Regions from separate parts of the Anas platyrhynchos genome. Here region 2 is linked to region 1. A link is a contact called in public Hi-C data. All regions are on one chromosome and are shown on one strand. Each heading gives the region's core, a stretch centred on a gene start, on an enhancer-like site or on the middle of the called end of the contact. The rest is flanking DNA. Distances are from core to core; before and after follow the strand shown.

Region 1 (6,337 bases), core at 1,870-4,369:
CCAAGTGCACCTGGCATAGTTCTTTCTCATCCCGGTGTTGTGGTGGTTTGTTACTTTCTGAGCGGTTTGCTCCCTGCTATTTGCTTACAGACCAGGCTGGTTCAAGCCCATGCGCTGCGAGCAGCGTGGCGGTGTTGAGCACGGGGTTGGGTGGGTAAGGAGGGCCGTTTCCCTTAGACTTAATGGGAAACAAATCTCTCCTGAGTTCTTTCTGTGCATCCTTGCTGTTGTGGACTGAAATCAGATCCTTACATAATGTGTTTTCAGAGCTGTGCCTCCAGAGTCCTAACGGGGCAGGCTGCATACCTCTTCTCTCCTCATCAGAGATGTGACCCTGCAGAAGCAGTATCTCAGCCTTGCCCACATTGGCTTCCTGCATGCCTTGAAAGTTGTATTTGCTTTGTCTACTGAAAAAACACATTTTTACTACTGTCAGCACTCCAGAACCAATAAAGCTGAGGCGAAAGGAGTTGTTTCCTCCTCTGCTTCATGCTCCACTGCCAGTAGAGTGACCAGCTAAGGCCTCTATGAGCCGCTGGCCTCTATCCCTATACCAGGCAGGGCTGGCATCATACACAGAGTCTGGATCAGGCCCTTTACCTCTGAGCTCCATTTACTGCTGTTTTCAGCAAACCCTGCACTGAACCCGTTTGATGGGCATCCAAATCTCTTTTCCCTCTGACCCAGAGGCTTCTGGCAGAGCTGTTACTGGCAGCTCTTCCCCAGTCCTGCTATCAGCCATTCCACCAAGAAATTCTTGGGCCACGAGCGACTTCTGTCACTTCTGCTTCCCTCGAGCTCTCGCAGCCTCGCCAGGAGCGTGGTGCTCCCCACGCAGGCACCTGTGCCGGAGGAGTTCCCAGGCCCCAGCCTGCCCCGCTCAGGCCATGTGGGAGGCAGCCTGTCCGTCCTTCCTCCTACCTGCAACTGGGGGCAGCAGCATAAGGGCTCTGAGTGCCTCCTTGGGAGCGTGGTTTTGAATTAGAATCTTAAACACACACCTGGCATGAAGCAGACAGGACACAAGCTTTATAGGCTTTATTTTTAGACTCTGAGACTGGTAGTTAAAAAAGTGTTTTTAACTGAGCTGAGTAAAACCAAATTTATTACTAAAGGAGAAATACAAGACATCACACTCTAACTTCAGAATTTTTGCTTTCTCTTCAAAACACTTGTGCTTTAACCTATTGTTGGGTTTTGCGCCTTTGTTTAAACAAGGTAGTTTAAGAGCAAATTCCCAAACATTTGCAGAGAGCTACAGGTTACAACCTTTCCCAGCTTTTCCTTGGCCAGCATCGCCATGTACACAACGAAGAGGAACTGGCCCGTACCAGTAGCAAATTTTCGCAGTAATTTCATTGGGAAAACAATCTGATCCAACCTAATATTTGACTACTTTCATAGAACTCTTTTAGAAAGAAGTGGAAGTGTGTCAACAAAGACTCACAAAAGAAAGGAGAAAGGAGGAGGGGATCCAAAGAGGAACGCTTTCTCTATTCCTCGGACACATAACACTGCACATTCCCATTTTTGTAGTTGGTCAGAAGTCACAGCCTGAATGAAATCCCTCCCCAAACAGTTCCAGTTCTCCCTGTGAAATGAGACTGGCCAGAGGAAGGAAGATAGTGAGGAAAGAGCCAGACAAGCAGGCAACCCAAAAACCATTAACCCCTTGCTAGGATTCATCGCCCATCCTCACCACCTCTCCCTCCTGAAATAAGGCACACCAGGCAATACTACAAAACAGAGCGGTGCTGCAGCAGCGCAGCTGAGCAGGTACATCGGTGGTTTCACATCCTTGTTCCTTGACAGAACCCAGCATTGCTTCCGCTGCCGGGACGTGGATCAGCCGATGAGTGCTGAGTGTGGGCTTAGGCTCTGAAACACCATTCCATTTTGTCCTGCGGGGTGACCAAAAAAAGGAGGGTGAAGGAATGAGAGGGGATGAACAGACCTTCACCAGCTCAGCTCTGGGACAGAGGACCTGCTTCCAAGAGGCATCTCCCAGCAGGCAGGAGTGGAACCAGCACGTGAACAGGCCAAGACCCGCATGGAGAACCTGAGCCAGAAGCAGCAGCACCTGAGCAACCTGCTGGGTCTGTGCAGACCTGAGCACCTCTGTGTCCTGCTGGCAGACAGTTAAGTAACCAAGTCACATCCAGTTGAAGACCAAATCCAGCACAAAGTTCATCTTCGTTTCCTGGTCAATTGCTGCTCCTTGAATTTTGGGGGATCTTATTTTGAAAGACTGGAGGTGTGGCTTCTCCCTTTGCACATGGACAAGTTGAATGCCAAGTTTCAGCGATGAACGTTCATCAGGTTCTGGATGAAGGTAGAGACCTGAATTACTAGGTGAAAAAATACCTTCTAAAACTCCAGCAGATCCTGCGCTGACATGGTAGTGGCAAGTGTCACCATGAGGCTCCTTTTCCAGTGCAGAGCGTGGGTTGGCTTTCCATACTTTTCATGACAGTTATTTCAGTCCTGTAGGGTTTATAAAATGCCCTACCTGCTCAGGAATAAACAAAAGTAAGATTTAAAGCAGCATTGCACGAAGTTTAGCTTAGGGAGTGAAAATAGGTGTCAAAAATACAGTTAACTCAGACAAACAGCTCACCCTGGCTAATACAGTCTATACATTGCTTTCCTTAAGACCCTAAGTTTGAAGAGTAACACTTAAACAAACGCATACATAATTTAGGAGAAATGGCAAAGCTTCAGCCCCATTAAACTCAGACTCCCGAGCGCCTGCAGCAGCGGCATGCGAGCACTCGAGGCGATTGTCCCGAGATCTCAGCAGCCTTCCCTGCCAGCCGGCCGCCTGCCTGCCCTTACCGAGGGGCACTTACCCCGGCCGCGGGCCCGCTCCTGCCGCCGGTGCTGGGGGGCTTCGGGGCATCCCTCCGCGCAGCCCCCGGCCCCAGCCCCCCGCAGAACCGCCGGCACCCCCGGGGCTCTCCCCGCCGCCTCCCCCGGCCTCCCGTTTCGCTCCCGGAGCCGCTTTCTGTGGCCGAGCCGAGCTCCTCGGGGCTCCCCGTTGTGCCGGTGGCTGCGCTGCCCGGGGCGGCCCCGCTCGCCCTGCCCGTGCCCGGCGCGGTGCGGAGCGGAGCGGCGCCGCCAGCAGAGGGCTCGCTCCGCCCGGGAAGGTGCCGGCAGCGGCCCCCCGGCCGGGCACGCAGTGGGAATTAGAGCAAGGACCCCCCCGGTCCCCCCTCCCCGGCGGCCAGGTAGCGCTGGCCGGGGCAGGGGAGCAGGAGCGGGGCAGGCTGCGCTCCGCCGCCAGCAGCGCTGCGCCCATGGGGTGACCGGCGCCAAGGCCACCCCTAGCCCTGCTCCTACCCCTGCCCCTGCTCCTAGCCCTGCTCCTGCCCCCGTCCTTGCCCCCGTCCCCGTCCCAGCCCCAGCCCCAGCCCCTGCAGCATCTCCCGGGGCGCGGCGGCGGCGGGCGGCGGGGGGGAGGCGGCGGCGGCTCCCGCCTGCAGCCTTCCCCAGCAGAGGGTGTCTGCCGGGTGGGAAGGGGGAAGCTCTCCTGGACTTTTGTGGGAGTGGGGGTTGCGTTGTGTGTGTGGTGGTTCTTTTTTTAAGGGGGGTGGGGTGGGTTAGAAGAGAGTCTGTGGTTTCCATGGAGATGAAGCTGAAAGTGCAGGAAATTTAAAGGCTTTGGGTCCTTGCAAAGCAGACAAACTGGTGCCAACGTGCGTGGCTGCTGTTGCTGCTGAGGAGGCTGCTTTGCGAACGGCGGAGAGGAACGGAGAGGAAGAATCGGCAACAACTTCTTCCACACGCACGGGCAGACAACGCGGAGCTGCAGCAGCGAGCAGAATTCCCAACAAAAAGCGGCATCTCCACTGCCCGGGGAGGGCGAAGAGAAGCAGCAGCAGCGGCAGAATTTTGGAGCGGCTCCACCAGGAGAAATTTTACAGAGAGGCTTGCAAGAGAGAGTGTTTGCAGGGGGCTTGCTCTCCTGGCATATTCGGGGGCCGTCTTTGCTGGTGGCGCGGGGAGCGGAGGGAATCCCCCGTAAAGACAAGCTATTTTGGATATCCCCGTACAAGTTTTCTGATGCATTTGCTCGCACCTTCTTCCCCTGCCGTTTGGTGAACCCAGCCCCCCTCTCCCCCCCCCCACCGGTCTCCCAAGGATGGATCATTCCCAGTGCCTTGTGACTATATACGCCTTGGTGGTTCTGCTGGGTCTCCGGCTAGAGCAAGGCGCCTGCCAGCACTATCTGCACATCCGACCGGCTCCCAGCGACAACTTGCCCTTGGTGGATCTAATCGAGCACCCGGACCCTATCTTCGACCCCAAGGAGAAGGATCTTAACGAGACCTTGCTAAGGAACCTCATGGGCGGACACTTCGACCCTAACTTTATGGCTATTTCCCTGCCCGAGGACCGGCTCGGGGTGGACGATCTAGCCGAGCTGGACTTGCTGCTCAGGCAGAGACCCTCGGGAGCGATGCCCAGCGAAATCAAAGGGCTGGAGTTTTACGACGGGCTGCAGCCGGGCAAGAAGCACAGGCTGAGCAAGAAGCTGCGCAGGAAGCTGCAGATGTGGCTCTGGTCCCAGACCTTCTGCCCGGTCCTATACACGTGGAACGATCTCGGCAGCCGCTTTTGGCCCCGGTACGTCAAAGTGGGCAGCTGCTACAGTAAAAGGTCTTGTTCAGTCCCAGAAGGCATGGTTTGCAAACCTGCCAAGTCCGTGCATTTAACGATCCTGAGGTGGAGGTGCCAGCGTCGGGGAGGGCAGAGGTGCACATGGATACCCATCCAGTACCCCATCATTTCGGAGTGCAAGTGCTCCTGCTAGGGCTGCCGCTCGCCCTTCTCGCCCCTTCCCTGGCGGACTCACGTGGACCTTTGCTGCAACAAAAATAAAAGACACTTGCTTTCTGGTTAACGTTGTAATGCACTGTAACGTGTAGGAGAATGTATATTGTGTGTATATATGGCACCGTTTTAATATACTATTAAAAGGTCAGTATTATACGTGAAATAATCAGCGTCTACTGTATTTTTAAGACTATTACCCTGATCGTTGCTAATGTATCTTTTTTTTTTTTTTTTTTTTGGTATTTATATTCCAGAGAGAAGTTGCTTCGCTTTGGCGAAGTAGGTTGGGGTTGCTGTTGTGTGTTTTCTTTTTTTTTTTTTTTTTTTTAATAAAAGGATTAAAAAATACAAACCAAACTTTTTGATAAGAAAACGTTTTAAAGCTATTTTCCATTATACGGAAAGCGTGTGTGTGTGTGTGTTTCTTCTTCCTCCTTATGGACTTTAGATTAAAAAAAAAAAAAAAAAAAGAATAAACGCCTAGAGCACAACGTTATTGTAAATAGAGAGAACAGTTTGAATGACTTAATCCTATGTAAATGAAGAGTATCTGCTATTTATTCTTTATATCCCTGTAGTAAAAGCGCAGCGCAGAATTAAAGTCAACCACTAAAACACGAGCCGTCCGCAGTCTGTTTGCTCTCTGCTCGGGCCGCCCCCGGGGGGGGACGCACACACGGGACACTTTCTTCTCCCCTCGCTGGGCGCCGGGGGGGTGGGAACGTGCCGGGCGCCGGTGCCGGAGGGCAGCAGATCCCCCCCGGCCCCCCCTAGCCCCGCAGCGCCCCGGGGGGGTCCCGCTCGCCCCGCTGGGGGCCGCCCGCTGCCCGCCGCGCCCCTGGGGCGGACCCGCACCGCCCGCCGGCCTCGGGCTGCTGCTTTTTTTTTTTTTTTTTTTTTTTGTAACCGCTTGACATTTCATTTACAGCGGGACACGTGTCTTTCACACCTACCATTGTGGTGGGACACTGCTGAAACTTGACCCTTGGGCTTTGGGGGGTTGCAGCGGGCACACGGCGTTAGGCTGATCCTCGCACAGTTTTCCCGGCCGGAGGCAACCCGGGAACCCTGCGGGCACCCGCCGGCCTCCGGGGCATCCTCCCGGGCACGGCCCGGTCCGGAGGGGCACGGCCCGGCTGGCCCGGCCCCTCCCGGCTCGGCACGGCCCGGCACGGCCCGGCCCGGGACGCCGCTGCCCCGGCTCCAGCGCCCGGCGCCCCCCGGCCCCGCCGCCCCCGGCCCCGGGCTCCGCTGGGCGCTGCGGGGAGGCCCCGGCGTTGTGAGCGCAGCGCTCGGCTCGTGCGCGCTGCCGGAGCCGCCGCTAGGATCTCGGAGATAGCAACTGCACAAACAGCCCCGCCACGTGCTCTTCAAAGGCTGCCTGACAGTGCAGAAAGCCTTTTCCTTATTTATCTTGGAATCAAAAAACTTTAAAAAAAAAAAAAACTCCCAGCGAATCTATGCTAATTATTGTAAACCCGCGGGTCTTTCATTGACGAAG
Region 2 (6,337 bases), core at 1,856-4,355, 44 kb after region 1:
AGACATTCACACAAATCCTTACGTTTGTATATGAAATCGGGAGATGGGGAAATAGCTTCTTATGACTGATTTATGCAGTCAAGGTTAAGTGCGGTGTTTCTTCAGCACAGTACAGTTGTCTGTTAAAGAAAGCATCTGTTAAGATACAGTTTATTATCGGTATATTTCCATCAAGAGGTCTTTAAGTGTTTCTGTAATACACAAAGCTTATTAATCTTTAGATATTTCCAGCCTAAATAGAAATGATTGACAAAAACCTTTTGTAGCGTCTGGTTATATGTATGATATCTATTATCCCCATTACATATACCTACTGTACAGATAGAGTGCTGAAGGACAGAGATTTTGTTGTTGATCACATTGTAATGCACTTCCTCAGGAACCACTGCAATGAGAATACCAAATTGTCCATCGGTTTCTGCCCCAGCTTTCCAAGAGTATCAAGTCAAGTTCAAGGTCTGGACCCTAATCCTCAAGGTATTTTGTGGCCTGGGCCCAAGGTGTCTCATAAGCTTGTCTCAAAGCTTGTCTATACCACTGTAGTTATCCCATTTCAGATCTGGCTGGATAACTTCTGGAATAAGAATGCCTTGTTTCCCCCACTCTTTCCCATTTAGTATATGCTCTTTTGAAAATGGTATGCACCTATTTAACAGAAAAGGCGTTCTTATTCCAAAATAAGCACCTCTTATAAATAGTGTCATAATAATAATGATAAAATAACTTCAATATAATTTTAAAGTTAAATTCTCTTTAGGGAAAAAACCTTTCCATCATCATGAAGGAAATCTGTTACAAAAGTGAACTGTAAACCTGGATTTCCTGGCTCCTAGTTACTGAAGTGGCATCATTCTGAGGACATGCGTCTTTAAAGCTGTTTACTTTCTCAGTATCAGATTGACACCGGTCACTAAAATACTGGTAAGGCTGGGAATCCAGAAGCTTGTTCTTTCCTGTTAAAGGGATTCATATCCTGGTTCTGAGACCACTGCCACAGTATTTTAACGGTGGATTTTGGCATGCCATCACAAAAACATAAGAAATTATTTCGGTGACAATATGTTGGCTTCTTAGATCCCTCAGACATGAAATCGAGATTTCATTATGGCGACTTACCAACATTATTTGTTCTTTAGATAATTCTTAAAAGTTTCCGTGATGTATTGGCTTCCAGGTTTAAGCCACAAGAAGCTTGAAATTTATCTCTGGAGCTGAGATTTAGGTTTCATTAACAGTTAAGCCTTCGTCTGGAGTGCTGAAGTGTTCTGCAATGGGTAACTCAGCTTGTTAGTAACATTAGCAGATTTGTGAGTCCTCAAATGCGTCTATGGATAATTGTTTCAACCTTGTGTTCTTTATTATAATCCGCTGTCTGATAATGGGCTTCAGGGTAGATAAGAGAAGGAAATGTGCCAGTAGGATTTCATTCAATCTTGTGCATTCTACCCGCAGCTGCTGTTTCCTCTAAGGTGATGGCTGACTTGGCATCTCTTGCTTTAAAGCAGAGAAAGCCACGATTGATGGCAGGCCATTCTAATGCCTCCTTACCAGCCATTCATGGAGACTTTGAGATTACTGTAAAGAGATATCACCGGTCTAGGAGCTGCTTTCTGGAATCATTCTTCTTGCAATAGTGCAAATGGACAGCTTTTGTTTCTATCGCAGCAGCAATCACTGTTTAAATTAGAGAGCTCTTTGAAATTTTTTGACAGAGCAGTTTTCTGCTGATAAATGCAGTTTCACTAACATTGAAATGCTTCTCCAGGGAGGGTATCAATTTTGGCAATTTTTTTCCATGAGAAAGAAAAAGAAGCATCTTGGCTTTGAGGGAAGATTTTATGAAGTTGAAATATTTTGTTTTGAATTTATCACTTTTATTAATGTTTAGGTTTTAAGTTTATGCTAAGGTTGGAAGTGTAGATATTCAGTAACATGTATTCACGTTTAGTACGGTACCTTATTGTTTCTACATAATCGTACTGAAATGGGTTTTGCTTTGCCAAAATGAAATGATTTAACTTTAAGCCAAATAGTAAGCTAATTCTAAATCTTGGAAGGCCTTAGAAATCTTGATTCCTGGGGAAAATATGTCATTTTAATTTAGAATGAAAACATTTTAAGCATTGAAATTTCCTATTAAAAAAATCAGGTTTCTCACTGGTTCTGTATTAAATGCAGACGTTTTTAATTTCTCCAGCTAATCTTTTAGTTCTTCATACCTCTGCAGCCTTCTGAAAAATAACTTCTATTGCTTGAGAGCTGCTCCCTAGAAAAGATTACTGGGATGAATATTTGCCTTCCTGAACTGTATGGTAGAGTTTGTACATCTTTCACAGCTAGCCGTATTTCTGACTGTCACAATGGTGATCACTTCATTTATATTAAAGCCTTATTATGAGTGTTGCTGCTGCCTTTGTAATATATTATAATCATAACACTGCCGTTGAGGTACAAATTAATTTTATGAATTAAAAGGTGTCAGACTAAGATCCTGACTCTCAAAGACTTAGACACTTGTTGCTGCTTTGGTTCCAAGTGGCTTACCCAAGATCACCCAAGAGGTTTATGACTGAGGAAGGAATTGCACCTTAATTTCCCTGACCGCTTTGTTGCAAGCTTCTAGCAGCAGCTGTGTTCTTGTTCCTGACTGCGGCCCATGACGAAAAATCCTGACTCATGTAATTGAAAGGGTTAAAAATCAAGGAGGCACACCACCACCAACAACAAAATGCCATGCCTTTGATTTAATAAAGAGATAATCCTCTTTCTATTAGCTACGATAATAATGACTCACCAGTAGTAAATGAAGGAATATACACAGAATGACATCATGTGAACAGCGCAGTGTCTGTGGGACTTAAAACGAAGAGGATTATTCCAATATATCAGCTCTGAGCCTAAAACTGGCAAGGATAGGTTTGGAGTAAAATTTAACATGAGAAATGTTTATTGAAGCACTAACATGAGAAAGGAATTATATAACTGAAGTTATTAAAAACAATAAGCTCCTATTTCAAAAGCTTTAATTTCAGTAGAATAATATACACGCAGACTGACACAGGCTGTAGTTGTATTGAGTCATTCCAATGACATCATGAACCACAAGAGGGGATGTGCCGTGGTTTATCGGTGTCTGCAAACCACACCCCGTCCCCTGGGTGGAATTACAGCCTCTGTCTTGCTCTGGAGACAGAATCTCATCTGGTTCGTAACATGGAGGGAATTGCCCTGAAATCAGCAGTAAGGAAGAGAAGTAAAAGCACCGATCACTCACAGCTTATTTCCAGGCCTCCTGCTTCTGAACAGGCCATCGATGTGCTGCATCACATTGAGGCAAGGGTTTCCAGCTCCTGGTTGTGGACCAGAGCTTACATAAAACAAATGATAAATTGTATCAAGCTGACTTTTTGGTCATGGGGTTTAATCTGTTTTTTGTTGTTGTTGTTGTTTTTAGCCAGAGACTTGCTTTAAACTGACATCATGTGGTCTGGTTTGTCCCTGAGCACCACAAAGATTTCCTCGCTCCCATAAAGCAGGAGCTGGGGAGTGGCTGAAAAAACTTCGTCGAACTTCAGGGCTGACCAAAATGGTCATTCTGCTGTGCTGGGAACAGAGAGGTTCCTGTCGAGAGCGATTCAGAGCAAAAGTCCTTGATGAAAATGCAGGTCAGATTTATAGGCTATACAGCTGCATACTGGAATCGTGTTTTTCTGTAGCTCTGGTGGCCCCCCCCTGTGAAGGGAGCACAGCTATGGAGGCTGCACACCTGAACCTGGTCCCTGGTACCTTTGGCAGATTGAGAACTCCATGTATTGGTCAGAAAATGCAGATAGCATTGCTTGTGTGCTGTACGGATGGCAAGGCTGGATACCAGCGAAGTGTTACCAACGCTGAGCCTGGACTTAACAAGGACTTGGACTGAATCTGGACTTTTGTTATAACAAGGAAATGCAGTTTAGATCTAACAGGCCAAAGACTGCTTCTCTTTACTGATCTTAGATACTAAATCCTGAATATCTATTTCTGGTAAATTGGATTCCAGTGTTGTGCAAAAGAAGAATAACTCAGAGGTCAATGAGATTCACAGTGGTGCCACCGAGGGCAGACCCAGTGAGTCTTGCTGGCGCTGATGTCAACAGCAGTACTGCGAGAGGGGGAGGAATCCGCCCCGCTCCATTACTCAGAGGGTGCTGACAGAGTATCTTTTATGAGGAGTCTGAAATACTCTGGAATCTGCTTCCTACTCTAGTCCAAAGTAGTCCAGATCTGACTTTCCTGGCATGTTGCAAAAGACATCCTTTTGTCAGATATCTGGAGAAGTGAGAATATGCTTCTGTTCTTCTACCCTGTGAAGGCGGTGGATGAGACGCCGGGGAGCTGATGTCGAATATAATCATTTGGTCTCTGCTGAGACACCTGAGCAGACAGCTCCGTTATCTGAAAACTAAATAGAAAATACATACAGGTTTCATTAGGGAAGCTAGGAAATGGGATACAGTACCTATGGTTTGGGGGGTAGAAATAAGTGTTTATGCTTCCTTTGGATAGAAGGGATTTGTTATAAAAGGACTGTCTTGTGACTTCTGAAAGTCCTCCACAAGTATGCATTTCCCCTGTGCTGCTCTTCTTTCCCACCCACCTTCCCCTCTCATTGAATGATAAATGTGGAAGTCTTATTTATCATTCGGTGATCTGGTTTCTTGCTTTGGCTGTTGGTCCTTGACAATAACATCAATTTCTAAATCCCTGATTAAATTTACTCCACTCTACTGCTGCAGATTATTAGAAGGGCAGTCACTAGATGAAGCCACATCACTAAAAAGGTGAATAAATTTTGGAGCAGAGCTCTAAAACTTCTGAGCAGGGTCATTTTTCTAATTATAGGATGGTGAGGCTGAAGACTCCAAATGCCCAGGCAAAGGATGAAAAAAAGTATCCAACTGAATAAATAAATCTCTTAAAGAAAAAGATACTTGTCTGCCAAGAAACTTAATATGAGATGTTGAGAGTGCAGTTCTGAAAAAGATTTAATTGGAGATATACTCCTAAGAATATGTAAATAGTCTTTCCTTTCCTTAACTAAAAGGAGAAACAGATGCCAGCTCTAAGATCTGAGACCGAGTATGAAAAGTACTGAGGCCTCTAAATGTCATTTTAAACATATATAATTAGATTCTTATCTCGTTAAGAGGTTGTCCAGTGCTTTTTCAAGTGGAAGGTATGAACTCTTTAGATACACTTTACTGCAGACAATTTGATTGTCTACTTTAAATGTGGTAAAAATTAAACACAGTTTTTAAAATGTAATTTCAAATTCTAGGTGGCCTTAAGACAGTGTGGTGAGATGCCAGTTTTGACCAGCAAGCCTTATGGCACTCACTAGTTTGGACCTATTGATTAGGAATCCAATATTTATTTAGTGTATGCAGACCCCAAGAGTAAAGAGTTCAGCAATGGCATGTGGACTTGACTATGACTTCAGTTATAAAACTGGATAGATTAATTTGAGTAAAATAAGTAAATGCATTTTAATTAACTTACTGGTACAGTAGTTGATGGAACCTTAATTCTTAAAGATGAAGGACATTTCCACAGGGCTTGGGATCAGTCAATAAAAAGCTGCATATATTTTTGCCCTTCTTAACTTTGGTAGGGACCATCAAGGAAAATGCTGAATCATAGAGCAGAAATTAATGTTCTCATTAAAGGCTCAGTTACTGCCTGACACTACAGTCTTTCATTTACATGAGGACATTAGATAATTCAACAAAAATTAGTGCACTGCACTATTCCTTCATCACCCACCAACAGACTAAGACTCAAGAGTTTGTTTGGGGCAACAGCTCTGGCTCCTGTTTTTTTCTGTAAGCCATGACATAAAACAATTGTGACATTTCTGATCCAGTAGGAATTTGTAAGTACCAGAAAATGCAAACAACTTTCACTCCACAAATCACAGGTTCAGGTAGGAGGCTCAGACTTGGGCTTACTTTGTTCAGTTTTGGTTACTGCAGTAAATCTGAAATTAAACCAAGGTCTCTAGCACTGAGTTTCCAATGATGCCAGGCTAGATTTATGGTTCTGGGAACAAACCATACAGTTTTGCAGAGATTGTGGTGTTGCCATAGAATCATACACCCAAAGAGTCTAGTCCTGTTCCTCTGCCTGCTCTGAAACCTCAAGCCTTTGGATGCTTGTCTGGCCTCTTCTTAGCGGCCAGTAATGGCGATTCTTCTCCAACGTTCGTACAAAAACATTTAGACAATGAAAATAGGATAAAATAGACCGGCTCCTTTGTTGGTATGCCCAGGTGTGGCTCAGTTGCAGTCAGTGTAAT

The links. A called contact is a pair of places that touch in the nucleus more often than the background predicts.
Region 2: a contact with region 1 is called in a Hi-C map of F5 follicle, with 2.9 times the contacts expected there. The contact joins the enhancer-like site here to the promoter of NOG in region 1. A contact is called at or near these places in 5 of 8 Hi-C or Micro-C datasets (F5 follicle, liver, skeletal muscle and 2 more).

What each region holds. Positions count from the first base shown.
Region 1 is chr19:5,803,690-5,810,026 of IASCAAS_PekinDuck_T2T, forward strand. It overlaps NOG (noggin), which reads left to right and starts at 3,120. Exons shown (of 1, transcript XM_005012255.5): 1 at 3,120-5,456. The coding sequence starts at 4,142. The coding sequence ends at 4,813.
Region 2 is chr19:5,847,781-5,854,117 of IASCAAS_PekinDuck_T2T, forward strand. LOC106014785 (a long non-coding RNA gene) reads left to right here. Exons shown (of 3, transcript XR_001186355.5): 2 at 380-477; 3 at 758-2,406. Among named protein-coding and RNA genes, the nearest start is that of C19H17orf67, 34 kb to the right of the region's middle. Within about 2 kb of position 3,106, at least 3 of the 8 cell types and tissues checked have an H3K27ac peak or open chromatin away from gene starts, as enhancers often do.